Linked DNA regions of Zea mays: region 2 is linked to region 1. A link is a contact called in public Hi-C data. All regions are on one chromosome and are shown on one strand. Each heading gives the region's core, a stretch centred on a gene start, on an enhancer-like site or on the middle of the called end of the contact. The rest is flanking DNA. Distances are from core to core; before and after follow the strand shown. Region 1 overlaps LOC103631953 (methionine--tRNA ligase, chloroplastic/mitochondrial). Region 2 holds the start of LOC103632029 (Syntaxin/t-SNARE family protein).

What was found. A called contact is a pair of places that touch in the nucleus more often than the background predicts.
Region 2: a Hi-C map of endosperm shows a contact between it and region 1, with 2.7 times the contacts expected there. The contact joins the promoter of LOC103632029 here to the enhancer-like site in region 1. A contact is called at or near these places in 2 of 25 Hi-C or Micro-C datasets (endosperm and tassel).

The regions. Positions count from the first base shown.
Region 1 is chr1:21,046,645-21,053,837 of Zm-B73-REFERENCE-NAM-5.0, forward strand. LOC103631953 (methionine--tRNA ligase, chloroplastic/mitochondrial) reads left to right here. Exons shown (of 12, transcript XM_008653808.3): 7 at 1,554-1,652; 8 at 2,458-2,638; 9 at 2,795-2,910; 10 at 3,286-3,441; 11 at 3,926-4,054; 12 at 4,219-4,758. The coding sequence ends at 4,380. Among protein-coding and RNA genes, the nearest start is that of LOC103631953, 12 kb to the left of the region's middle. Within about 2 kb of position 5,092, at least 20 of the 20 cell types and tissues checked have an H3K27ac peak or open chromatin away from gene starts, as enhancers often do. A contact at or near this core is called in endosperm and tassel, where this site is marked.
Region 2 is chr1:21,619,767-21,625,997 of Zm-B73-REFERENCE-NAM-5.0, forward strand. LOC103632029 (Syntaxin/t-SNARE family protein) reads left to right here and starts at 1,391. Exons shown (of 5, transcript XM_008653883.4): 1 at 1,391-1,873; 2 at 2,037-2,172; 3 at 2,660-3,313; 4 at 3,421-3,604; 5 at 4,021-4,868. The coding sequence starts at 1,797. The coding sequence ends at 4,049. LOC100274167 (putative RING zinc finger domain superfamily protein) reads right to left here. Exons shown (of 2, transcript NM_001148542.1): 2 at 5,586-6,231. The coding sequence ends at 5,877.

The DNA of each region.
Region 1 (7,193 bases), core at 3,842-6,341:
TTTTAGGAGAATGTCTTCAAAACTATATTTTGATTTGATCTTTAATTTTTTTTTTCTCGAAAGCGCAGGGGAACTGCGCCTTAAATATATTAAGAAGGGGATAATAAGGTCTAAAATAGACCACAGATTACAGCAATGACTCCTTACGGAGGCCAGTAACGCACATAAACGAAAGAATCCATGGAAACCGGACTCAAAAACACTACTAGAGATGAAGGAAACCAGGGGGGGTCAGCCATCCGGCAAAGGGGCTGCCAAAAAGGAGAGACCCTTGGCCCCAGCTAATTCCCAAAGTCTTCTCTCGTCGTCCGCCTGCCGAAGGATAGATGGGAGACTGGGAGTTTGACCATCAAACACACATCTATTACGGTGATTCCAGATCATCCAGGCCCCCAAAGAGATCAGAGAGCTCAATCCGTTCTTGATCATTCCATGAACTGTTTCAGAAGCTGTCTCCCACCATTCCAAAAAGGATGTTAGGCCCGGCTGGGGAGCAAGGTTATCCAACCCAAATTTTCTAAGCAGATTATACCAGAAGCTCCTTGCAAACACACATGAGACCAGTAGGTGGTTAATGGATTCAGGTTCTTGGTCACATAATGGACAGGTGCTTGGATGAATGAGCCCCCTTTTTTCCAATCTGTCAGCAGTCCAGCACCTGTTATGAGCCACCAGCCAGAGGAAGAAACGACATTTTGCTGGAGCCCAAGTTTTCCAAACCCGCTTATAGTGGCCAAATGAGCAGGAACCCAGGAAGAGGCCCTTGTAAGCTGTTTTAGCTGAATACTTTCCATCTGGGGCTACACTAAAGATATGCCTGTCTTCAGTGAGGGGGTGAAGCTCAATTTCGGAGAGACAATCCCAGAGCTTTAAATAATCCGCCAAAACTCCAACAGTGAGACTACCTCTAATGTCAGATATCCATCTTCTGTTTAACAATGCCTCATGGACTGTTCTCCTTTTTGCTATCCTCTTTGGGATTATAGAGTGCAGACTAGGGGCAATGGTCGAGATGCTTTTACCCTGCAGCCAATTTGATCTTTAATTTTTACTTCACCATTTTGTGAATTGCTACACGGTCATGCCATTTCAAAGCTTTGACTGTTTCAATTACACTAAACATGCTTACTAACTGTGGGCCAAAAGTTCAAGGTTTGATTTTTTTAAAAAACAAAATTCAACTTGAGGGCTAGTTTGGGTACTCTAGTATTGACCCCAATCCACATGTATTGAGGTGAATTGGGGTGTAACTTAAATTAATTTACACCCCAATCCATCTCAACACATGTGGATTGGGGTCAATACTAGAGTACCCAAACAAAGCCTAAGGAGTGGTCTTTTGTTTGGATTCCAACACCCGTTAATACCAAGTTACCAATATCAACTCTTTAGATACACAGTATTTTATTAGTGCCCGCCCCATCCTTCCCCCAACAATTGTGAAAGGCAAAGTGGCCAATGCTAACATACCAATGTTGATTTGGCAAGAGAAAAATATTATATGGATTTCTGATTTTTTTAATATGTGCTGACTTTTTGTGCGTTTGTCTCAGGACATATTACGGTTTCATGCAGTTTATTGGCCAGCCATGTTAATGTCAGCAGGTTTAAGTGTTCCTGATACAGTTTTTGGTCATGGATTCTTGACTAAGGTGATCTTACTTATTTACAAGTGTACTTGTTTCCACTTCTACATCCCTGATGATAGTATGGCACTCTACCATAAGTAAAAATAATGAGGGCAGTAGCAATCGTTATTATATCTAAAAAAAGAGAGCATAACAATGTGAGAATGATATATTTCTTTAAACTGAATTTCCTGCTATTATCTATAAATGTTCCCATTAAAATATTTGGATTTAGGTTGCTGAATGATTAGTTTCTTTGTGTAGCATAGTGCCGTACTTATCCATCACTGTTCTTACCTTACCTCTTTAGCCTGTCCTATTTTGATTTTTTGGTAGCATAATATCTTAATTATAAATCACTGTTCCTGCCTTAGCTCTTTAGCTTGGCACATTGAAATTTAAATTTTAGTAGCATGAAGCAATTTGATGCCTCGTTTTTTAGTATTTATTCATGGAACCTGGATTAATATTTTCCTTCAGATCTCAATCTTATAATGTGAACTTTTTGTGATGGTAACTATACCCTACTGTGAATGGTACTGGTATTGTAACTCATAGAAAATGGCTGACCTTTTGGCACACGTTTCATTGATTCTGAGTTCTTATTTCTAAACCTTCTATGTTCTTCGAAGAACCTAAACCTTATATATTCTTACACACCCTTCTATCTGTTACAATTTTGTCTTTTACCTCTTTTGGAAATAAAATGTCTGTCTAGGTTATCTTGGTGAGCAACAAATGCATGTAGATTCCCAGTCACCTTTTATGTTTTATCTCCGCAAGTCGCTTTTATTTCATGCACCAATGATTTCTATTTTGAAAATTCTAGGATGGCATGAAGATGGGAAAGTCACTAGGCAACACACTTGAACCAAAAGATCTGGTAGAAAGATTTGGTGCTGATGCTGTTAGGTATTTCTTCTTGCGGGAAGTAGAATTTGGCAATGATGGGGACTATTCAGAAGAACGCTTTATCAATATAGTGAATGCTCATCTTGCTAATACAATTGGTATTTCTACTTAAATTACCTTTGTTTCTGAAACATGTATATACAATTCATGTGTGCTGAAATTGTTATGCCATTTTCCTTCTTTCTTCACTTGGTGCTCCTTGTTTCTGCCTATGCATCTTTATGTGTTAATAACTATCTCACTGTCTTGAACAGGAAACCTCCTTAATCGTACACTTGGGCTACTAAAAAAGAACTGTAAATCCGTACTAGCTTTTGATTCAATTGCTGCCGCAGATGGAGGTTTGTTCAGAAATAAGATAGAAAATCTGGTAAGTAGATTTTCATGGTATCTTCAACTATGGTAAGAGGAGTGGAGGGTAAAGGATTTAATTATAAACCATGGGTTTTTTATTGAACCATGGGTTTTTTATTGAACTGGCAGTCTACTAGGCTAGTATGTGTGTAACCAACTGCATAAGGAGTTAAAAGACATAGAATATATAAGGTCTACAACAGTGAATTTGTTTTTTTACTCTGTCAACAAGTGTTGTCAATGATGTGGTGGGTCCATTGTGTTTGAATTCATGAAACTATGATACATTTGGATGTTTTAGGCCAAGGTCTGCTTAGCCTGCCTAAGTACCCACAAATTCACATGCCTTGTTGTGTCTCTGTTCGAGTCACCATGAAAATTGTTTTTACAGGTGGACAAGGCAAAACACCAATATGAAAATCTTTTACTGTCATCAGCATGTGAAACTGTTTTAGAGATTGGTGATCTTGGAAACTTGTACATCGATGAGCAAGCACCATGGTCCTGTTTTAAGCAAGGGGGTGAGAGTGCTGAAAAGGCTGCAAAGGTAAACACGTAAAAACTGTTTTTTACTCTCACCTTTTCACCTATGTTTCATATGTATTTGCCAAATTTTAAATGCTGAAAGTTCGAATTTGAAAAGTCAAAACATCTAATCAGTTTGTAGCCTATGGAAGTGGCCTCCCTTGGAGTTGGAGCTTCAAAACAGAATCCTAGCTCTTATTTTCACATTACTTACTGGTACACTCTCTGTGATATCTAACATCAGCAAAAAAAAAACTTATATGTGCTGACAATATATCTTAAGGCCTTTTTTAATGATCAATGATTTGTCTGATGTATATGACGCATGAAGCTACTTATTAACTGTACAAAACTTGTTCCGTTGTTGTGAAATATATGGATGGAACCATAAATGATTGATATTTCAGATGGTGTTTGGCAAGCTATGATACATAAAGAAACTGCACCCCGCTTCTGTAGTTTTGTGATATGACTACATTGCTTATTATGTCCCCACTTATCTACAGGATCTCGTACTTATTTTAGAGACAATGAGGATAATTGCAATCACACTATCTCCTATCACTCCAAGCCTTTCTCTGAGGATTTACACACAGCTTGGTTTCACAGAAGACCAGTTTAGGGTGTTGAGATGGGTATGTTCTTGTATCATAGACATGCTGTATGATTCCGTTCTTATTTATATATGTTCATCCTCAAAAATACAATCAGGCATCATCAGGAAATGCAGTCTTCAATCTTATATGGATCAGCCTCAGTATTTTCCAGAGCATGTAATCATTTTCAGTTATGTCATTAGGAGGATACGAAATGGGGAGGCCTTAAAGCAGGCCAGGTAATGTCGGAGCCAAAGCCAGTATTTGCAAGGATAGAAACCGAGGTGGAAGAGGAAGCCCAAACAAGTTCAAAAGCAGCAAAAGGTGGGAAGAAAGCACGCAGGAAAGGACTTGTGGAGGCATAGTTTCTGTTGGAACAGTGTATCAGCATCGTTAAAAGGAGAATATTTCATCTTCTCTTTTTTTTGGAAAAAAATCTTTAGCCTATCTGTTCCTGAAATTTGTTCTTTGCTAACGTGTCACATTGTATCATGTAGATAGCCAAAAAAAGACCACTATTGATTCTGATGCTCTGTCAGAGAGAGAGCTAGGATAATTGCGAGTAGAGCTAGCAGCGGATTTGGATCATCCAAAATCTAATTGGATATTTGTTGTTTTGGATAAGGTGGAGAGCAACTTAAAAAAACCCAATGTCCATTAGATATCTTTGGACTTGACTTGTTTCTAATGTTTGGAGACATGCTGATTTTTATGAACTAATAACACAGTAGCTGGTTGTTATATGGAGTTGTTGCAAATAAATGTTTAATCGACTTTGCTAAAATTTTAAGGCGTGAATTTAAGATTTTAAATTTTAGAGTCTAGACGGTCGACGGAGAGTTTGCGCGGGGATTGCAACCGCATCGCACGGAAGTTGGAAAGCTGACAAGTTGGCGGCGATGATGGGTTCGAACTGGGCGGCGATGATGGGTTCGAACTGTCCACACGGCACGGCAGTAACGGTATGGGGTTTTTGCTCGGATCTGTTCCGTCCGATCCCACTGGAGCCGTCCGTCTAGGTGTCTACAGTGTGCCTAGACTTGAGGCAATAAGGCGCGGGAGCGGTCCCCAGTCTCGTTCCGGAGGCACATGCTGCCGTTGCGGCCTCACAGCAGTACAGCACGGGCCACTCCTGCACGCACACTCGCACAGCCGCCGATGTCCACCGCTGCGCGTACAGGTACAGCCGTAGTGTCAGCTTCGCATTCCTTTCTTTATTTTCTTTTGACTACTCCATGAGACGACAGCACGGGGCGCTCCTCCTTTTGAGGCAACCAAAAGGCTAGGCAGCGCTCTCCCAGCTTTTGGGCACGCTCACCCTGTCATACCCAGGTCCGGCGTTTACTTTAATTTTCCGCTAGCAAACAATACCGTATTTTGTATGATGTTGGATCTAAGGACGGTTGAAACGGATCCCCTAACGTACATGAGCCGACGACAGGGGTCTACTGGTTTTACTCCGACCTTGATCGATTCGGTCCGTTGGTTGGTTAGTTTACGAATCATTCGATATGAATTGCGTTGTAGTTGAACCGATCGATATTGATTGATCGATATGAATCCATGCACTGGCGAATCGGTGATATCGATCTAAATTGATCGGTATTGATAGTCTTTAGCCACATGTAGACATCATTTTAAAGTAAAAAACATTTTTCAAAACTAAAAAAAATCTAGAATACGGGAAGCTTACTGATTTTGAGTACGACACTCTTCTTGTCTAGACTCTAGCGTGCCTACTACTCTCCCGCCAATGTTTTTCAAGCTTTCTTGTTTAGTTTGTGATGAGAGCTTATTGATGTTGAGGGTTGTTTGGTTTTTCTAAGTATAAGAGACAATTAATAGACTATATAATATAACTTTGAGACATTAGATCATAAATACAGCTAAAAGACAACATGTATGAGAGTCGTAAAAAGACGAGCTCTTCACAAAGAGCATGTCTCTTATATTTTTTTTTCAAATAAACTTTTAAAGACCCCTCAAAAGACCACATATTAAATAGGATTGTACATGCTTTAAGTATGTACGAGTTTACTAAACTGTATCACCCTAGAGCACATTATGGGCTCCGAGCCCTTTACTGATCATGGGTTCGTAGGTTGACCCCTCGGTAGGGTTCGACAATCGCCCCAGAGCATAGAGTCAGGGATAACTATGGGTAAGCTCATACATGGCCAAGGCTCGGGCTACAATGCCGAGGTACACTAAGACATATCTGATACCTCCAGGAACGATTTGTGACGGTATCCCATTCAGAGGGAGGCATCGAGCCCTCGAACCCCATCGAACAGGTCCGAGACCAGAGAATCACTCGCAGGTACTTTGAGGCGCATCTCCGGACCACTAGACGACCGCTATCAAACGAGACTCGAGCCTTCGCTCGAATTACTCGTTACCAGCTCATCGGAGACGACATGCTCGTTGCCCACCGAGGGTAGCATGGCGCTTTCCCCCTCTTCCTCCTTGTGGAAAGGCGACGAAGAGGCATATCATTAAAAAGTCAAGGCGTTTCCGATCATCCTCTCGCCCTGTGCAGAGGCTCGGGGGCTGCCCTTGCACCCATGCTGCGGCAGGATTGTTGGAAGCACCAGCAACCCAATGCAGAGACTTGGGGGTTGCCTTTGCACCCACACTATGGTCAGGTGACGAACAAAGGACAAGTCAACGATATCTATAGAGGGAAATATAAAGACTTTGAAGGAGTGAACCACTCCTTCGAGCCTCGAGGGCTACACCTGACGGGTGCGCTCGCGCGCACCCATCAGAAATAAGTCTACCACCTTTCAAAGGGTTAAGCAACATACCTGCACGAGACAGAAGAACCCCCAAGTAAGTGCCAACACTTCCTTGAAGGCTCGGGGCTATTGTCAGGTATCGTAATTAAGGGTAACCAGATCATGCCCCTAAACACGCCTAACACCTAACTACCAAAAAATCATAAGGAACATTCCCCGAGGTCAAGAAAGGATGAGCCATGATTCGCCCGAGACCGCGCTCGGCGGTCGCTCAAAACTCCGCCTCGCCTTGTGCCTGTCCTCGAGCGAGGGCAGCATTCAGGAAATCCTCATCTTGCCCGAGGTCCCCTCTTCACGGAATGGCAGTTTCCGCATGTAAGTGCAATCAACCCTAATTGAGGGTTTTGGTGATTAAATGACAAAACAAACAGAGATTCTAA
Region 2 (6,231 bases), core at 141-2,640, 570 kb after region 1:
ACATTCGATTTTAGAGAGATCCTAGCACCCTTTTGAGTTGAAATAGACATATTTTGAGTCTAGTGTTCTTGGTGTTGTGTTGTTGTGTTTTGCTCTTGTGTTGTGTTCTACTCCTCTCTCTCTCTCTCTTGATGTTCTTGGAGATTGTGCTCCCATCGAACTTGTGTATGCAAGAGACTCTGATATGTAGAGATCCTTGCGAGGAGAAGTATTTGATAAGGAAGACTTTGAGCTCAAGTTGATCATTGGATTATTTGAGAGGGATTGAGTGCGACCCTCGTCCTTTGAGACTTCATAACGTGTAGTAGGCAAGCAGTTGAGGCTTGACTAAACCATGAAAAAATTGTTGTGTCTTGTGTGCTATATTCTTATTGTAATTTGTGCTTACACTCCACTCTAAATTTTTAATCTACACTTGATCTTTTGCCATTGGACTAATTCATAAATCAAGTTGGATATCTAGTGCAAGAACTTTTCTCACATCTTTCTACTCTTTTGGAGCTTGGCTTTGCACTTATCGTTAATGTAGATCCAATTTTATTTTAAGTTGTGATTTTTAGACATCATCTATTCACCCCATCAAAAAGGTTGCCCTATTTAGAACTCAGTTATGAGTCCGATCTGGTGCACCCATCTTAATATCTCAAACGTCTGGCCCTAAGTGGCCAGGGAACCACATCATCAAAGTTGTTGCATCCATCGTATCCCCAAACTAATGATCTTCAGTGCTCTTGTTTATCTTTTAAAGAAAAATATCTCACTTCCAGAAAGGGCATTTTTTATCTCGTGCAAGTGCAACTTTTCTTCCCATTCGCTTTGCGACGTACTTTCTATGTTATTTTTTATTTGTCACGTTTTAATTTAAAAATTAACTAGCGAGCGATAAATATTCGAAAATGGAGGTAGTTTTTTAGAAGCGGTGGCCGCTAGAGATGCATAGCTGGAGGCTAAAAAAAGTTTTAGATTTAACTTTTACAAAAAAAATTACATTCAATCAATTAAAGGCTCAAAATGATAAAATGTCAACTAATTTATATAGAATCAGAAGAGCGTCACCTCTATATTTACACAAGCTAGAGCCCCCAATCAAGAAACGGAGCTCTCTGTAACGGGGGTTTGTACCGCTGTTGTAGATAAAAAAACGAACATCGTCTGACTAGTGTGACTGCCGCCGTCTCCCGACGCGTTAAACAACAGGTCGCCATAGTAGAAGCCGCCAAGGCGTCAACCCAGAAGCAAAGCCGACGCGACGCCAATTCGCACACACGGCTTTCTCTCGTTCGTATGCGACAGCAGCATCCACCCGGACACGCTTTTACCAACACCAGCGTGTGGCGTTAGACTGCCGTTGCCGTGGCGATAAAAATCAATCAAACATTCCCTAGCTAATGGCATAAAGAAATGGATAAGTAAACCGCATCGATTCCACCTCGAACAGCACCAGCATATACGGAGAACGCGCATTTTCTATAGCAACCAACCAATCTGATGCTACCAGTGGCATCCTACGCGGCAGAGGAATAGCCACGCCACCACGTCCCCCGCGCCCGCCGACCCACCCGCAAACGCAACGCAATAATAATAGGCTAGGCAGCCAGCAGCCACCATCCCCACCAGCCCAGCACCAGGAAGGAAATAGCGGCGAGCAAGAGCTGGCGGAAAGAAGAGGAAAGCCAGGCACGCCGCTCACCCACCGCGCCACCAACCGCAGATCCTAAATCCGATCTCTCTCTCCCTCCCTCCCTCCCTCCCGCTCGAGGTTTTCGGTTTCGATCCGGCAAGCGGGCGAGATCTTCATGGCGACGTCGTTCGACCGCTGGGAGAAGGACCCCTTCTTCCTCGCCGCCGAGGAGGTCCAGGAATCCGCCGATCGGTGCGTTGCCCCTTTTCTTTTCTCCCCATTTCTTTCCGTGTTCTCTCTCTCTCTCTCTCTCTCTCTCTCTTCTCTGGGTGGGTTGGCCTAGGTTTGCTCTGCTCCGTTTGCGATTGCGAATCCGGTGCTGACCTCTGTCGGTTCTTTGTTTGCGTCCACGCAGGATGGAATCGGTTTATCGGGTATGGGTGCAGGAGAGGAGCGGGGGCGATTCCGAGGCGGCAAGCGTCACTGGAGGCCCTACAGCTGCGCAGCTTCGCCGCGAGCTGCACACGGCGCTTGGTACCGCCAAGTGGCAGGTGAGTTGGTCGCCCTTATCGTTCATTTTGAGGTTGTATTATTGCACGTCCCGATTGCTGTAGTCCCCTTGCTAAATTCGCTAGTGTTTTATAGCGTAATTGGTATAGACCCTCAGATGTGTAAAAACTTTCCCTGCTTAAACGGTCACTGAAAATCTAGCTTAGCATGGTGTTTGATTCGCTTTTATGAGTTGCCATATTCCCTCTGGGATCCTCCTTTCTTATATATATGTACTTCACTCGGCAGCTCCCCGTCCCCCCTTTTTTTAAAAAGAATTTGTCATATTGACATGACGTTTAAACAAGCACGTTCATGTATATGTGGATGTGGTTGAGGTGATAATGGTACTTAGTTGGGTAATGTGGCCTAAACCTTTATAAAAAAATGTTTCTAATTATAGTGCAAAATTTGAAGATTAGTAGATTACTGCTACAAGAATCTTCGGTTCAAAAGCTCATTCTGTGAGTTGGTTTATCCTTCTTCCAGCTTGATGAACTGGCGCGGGCAGTCAGATCGAACGATCTGGTTATGTCAGCAGGAAAAGACACAAGGGCTAGGCATGATGATTTTGTTACAGCAATCGGCTATCGCATATTAGAGGTCGAGAACTACTTGAAAGAATCCAATCTTGCGGACGGGAGGGGGCCATTGAGCTGGGTTCACTTGGATGAGGATGAAAGGGACGACCTTGCAGCTTTTCTATCTGCCAGTCCTTTTCAACAGAAAGACAAAGTGGTCACAATTCCTTCAGCAGGTGACATTGAAGTGGGCAGCAATGCAGCAAGGATGAAAAATGATATATCAACTGACAGCTCCAAGGATTCAGCTGGTTCCACGGATTTGATTTCAGGCACAGCAAAGCAAGATTTGCATCGTGGGCACAGAAGAGCAGCTAGTGCCAGTGCTGATATAGGCTCATGGAGCATGTCAATCCCTAATGAATGTGAAGGAACTACAGAACAGTTATCTGATGGCTCAGACAAATTGCCTTTGCATAAGATAGTGAAAACATGTGCTTTGACAAGTACCTTGCAATCTAAGACTAGAACGAAGTGGAAAAATGGAGCTGTTAGGTGGGCAGGCAGTAACCAACAGGATGTTGAAGAGGCTATCCCTCTGAATACTTCTCAGTTGAGTCAGGTAAGTGGATCTTATCAAATAATGCAAAGATTATTTGTCCCCCCTCCCTTTCACTCTCTGGTTCTATCTTAGTGCTCTAACCTTTGTATTGCTGTTCCTCATTGTAGGGCTTAGAGGAATGCTTTGAAAGGAACAAGAGTTGCTTAAGTACATGTGATGAGCATACATACAATAAGAAACTTCATGGTTGGCTCGGAGCCCTTCGTAGACAACTTCAAAGGTCTCAGTACCAAATTCAATATGGGCATCATATTCAATTGATTGTTTTGGCACTTGCTGCCCTTGTAATCAGTAAGTCTGTTTACCATGTCTGTTATTTTAAAATTTCGTTCTTTGTCCCAATCTAAAAAGTATATGTAGAAGTCTGAGTAACCTATACCAATTGGCATCTTCTATTCTTGTTTAAGTGCTATTAGTTTGTTCAGTCTGAACATGTTTATTACTTAACTGGAGCTGTTGGTGAATAATCTTGACGGAATTGTTGTGGACTGTTTTTGTTTCATATTTCTTGGTCATGGACTTGTCACTTGGTGTGATTGTCTATACTGAATATACTATTCTTTCAATAATATACTGAGTTACTGGCACATACGGTGTAGCTATTTTACTGTCTTTCTGACATTGTTATTTTTTCAGTTGTCCTTAACTGTTGCACAGCTTTGCATTTTTCCATTGCATATGTATTTACCATTTGCTTTACTTTGCAGTTGTATGCATAGTGAGGACAATCTGGTGACTATATTTATTTGCTCATGATTGGATTTCTAGCCTCACAAGATCAGCAGCTTGTATGGTAAATTCACTGGCAGTTAAGTTACTCTTGGTCAACTTGATCCTGAAGCATGCATATGAGGCAACTATGGTAGACCATTTTGGTAGTCAAGGTTCAAAATCACGTATAATGATCTGGTTGGGGCCACTTATCTTGCCACATGTTCAGGGCAGGCTGCCTCGTCCTTGGAAGAACATCTACAGGACAATCCTTGCAGCACGGTTGCTTCGCCACACTTGGATATGCTCCCGAATGGTGCCTTGAACAATTGATGCACCTCGAGAACTCAATCCTCCGTGGTGAGTTGGTGACTGGGTGGCACCTATGCAATGGCCCAGTATAAATTAGTGGTGCAGTGGGCTGGCGATCATGCTGCTAGCAACCGAAATTGCAAGACTTGTATCATACATCAACGCTATTGCTTTTACCGCCTGACACGGAAGGGTGGTGATCATGCATCAATGCTATTGCTTTTACTGCCTGACACAGAAGGGTGTCATTTTTTTTTTGTAGGAGTTGCCATCTGAACTGTAGAGCTCCATAGGGGATAGGTTCTGATCGGAATGTGAATGGCACTAGAAAATTACTTTTACTGTATCTGCTTGTGTTGTCAAGAACCGAATGAGGTGCCTGGCAGCCTTGTCTGTACCCTGTACACTAAAATTGGAGAATGTTGAAGCCCTCGGCAGTAATCGGCTGGACTTGTAAGGTGCCAGTGTGTGTTGAGCCTGCATATTACGGCTAAATTCGGTGAAGATTATAGCACTTTACTGTGCATCCTAATGTCAAAGCCCCCAACCAATCTTTGGTATTCCAAACCCCGAAGTCCGAAGGAAACCATTTTTGGTCGAGTCCTCTTACAGATTCGTGTTTATGAGAAATCATGATTCGGCTTCTGTAGCATAAATAACTGGCAGCTTCTGCATGGCCTCGAACAAAAGGAAGCTCACTCGTCAGCTGGCGGAGCCGCGGAGCACGGGACCAAAGCTCTCCCCTAGCACCGGTAGGATAGGACCGTAGGAGCCACCGTACCCCATTGCTTGACCCCCTTGCGATCGGCAAATGTTGAGCTCCCGAGGGTTCACGACTCTCGAGCAAGATCAAGCTCAGGCCGCGGAACAATGGGCTGGAGCCTCTCAAACCCTCCGACACGTCGCCATGTGCCGATGTTGTCATGGTGAAGCGACAGCGATTGGCAAGGCGACGGCTTGTTGACGAGAACAGACCAACTGCTAGCGTAGTAGCGTTGGACAGATCGATCTCGACTGAATGCTTCAAATTCCATATCTCATGTAAAAAGGGATAAGAAATAAGTTCAGAGTGTTTTTCGAAAAAAATAATAATAATGATGATGCTTTTGGAAGAAATCAGCTCAGAGAGAGAAATGTAAAAGCTGGTGACACTGACATTGACTCCTTCAGCCTAGTATTTTGCAGAGCATTTTTAACCGCATCATAGCGAAGTCATGTTCCTCGCCCTACATAACAAGAAGCATGCAGTAACAACTGAAATTCAGACATCAGAACATTATCATTAGTAGTACAGGATCATTTGCGTGATCCCTCGCTACATACACACAAAAGGGTGCTTTCTAAGCTATACTGCTACTAGCCTCCACTCGCACACAACACCATAAACCTCTCTGAGTGACACAACACAAAATATTCAGGATATTAGAAATTACATGTCGCCATAGGAGCACCGGATTAACTGGCATGCCCACAACAGCGAATTTTACAACAGTGAAACTCCATGGTGGTTATAAGCTTACTCTGAACTAAGGGTTTGTCGTCAGGATCGTGACCGTATGTTCGTTCGACAGTATGGGCAGTCTGCACATTTCCGCGCCCATGGCTCCAAGCATGTCGAGTGGAACCTGTGCCCACAGCGCAACCTTATCAGCTCATCTCCATCGTAAAATCCATCAAGGCAAATAGAACATTCAGGCGATGCCTCTCTGCTATCATCTTTGCTAGCCTCAAAAATCTCGACCTGCAGACGCAGGAAAGCTGCCTTGGTAAGTCCGGTTGACCGGTTGGAGTGAGTGGAACCGACGGTTGGTCTTTCTTCATCTGATTCACTGCTTGGGTGGAACGACGATGAGTGGTGCCGATTTTCTTCATGCCGTGCTTCCCTGTTTCTGAAG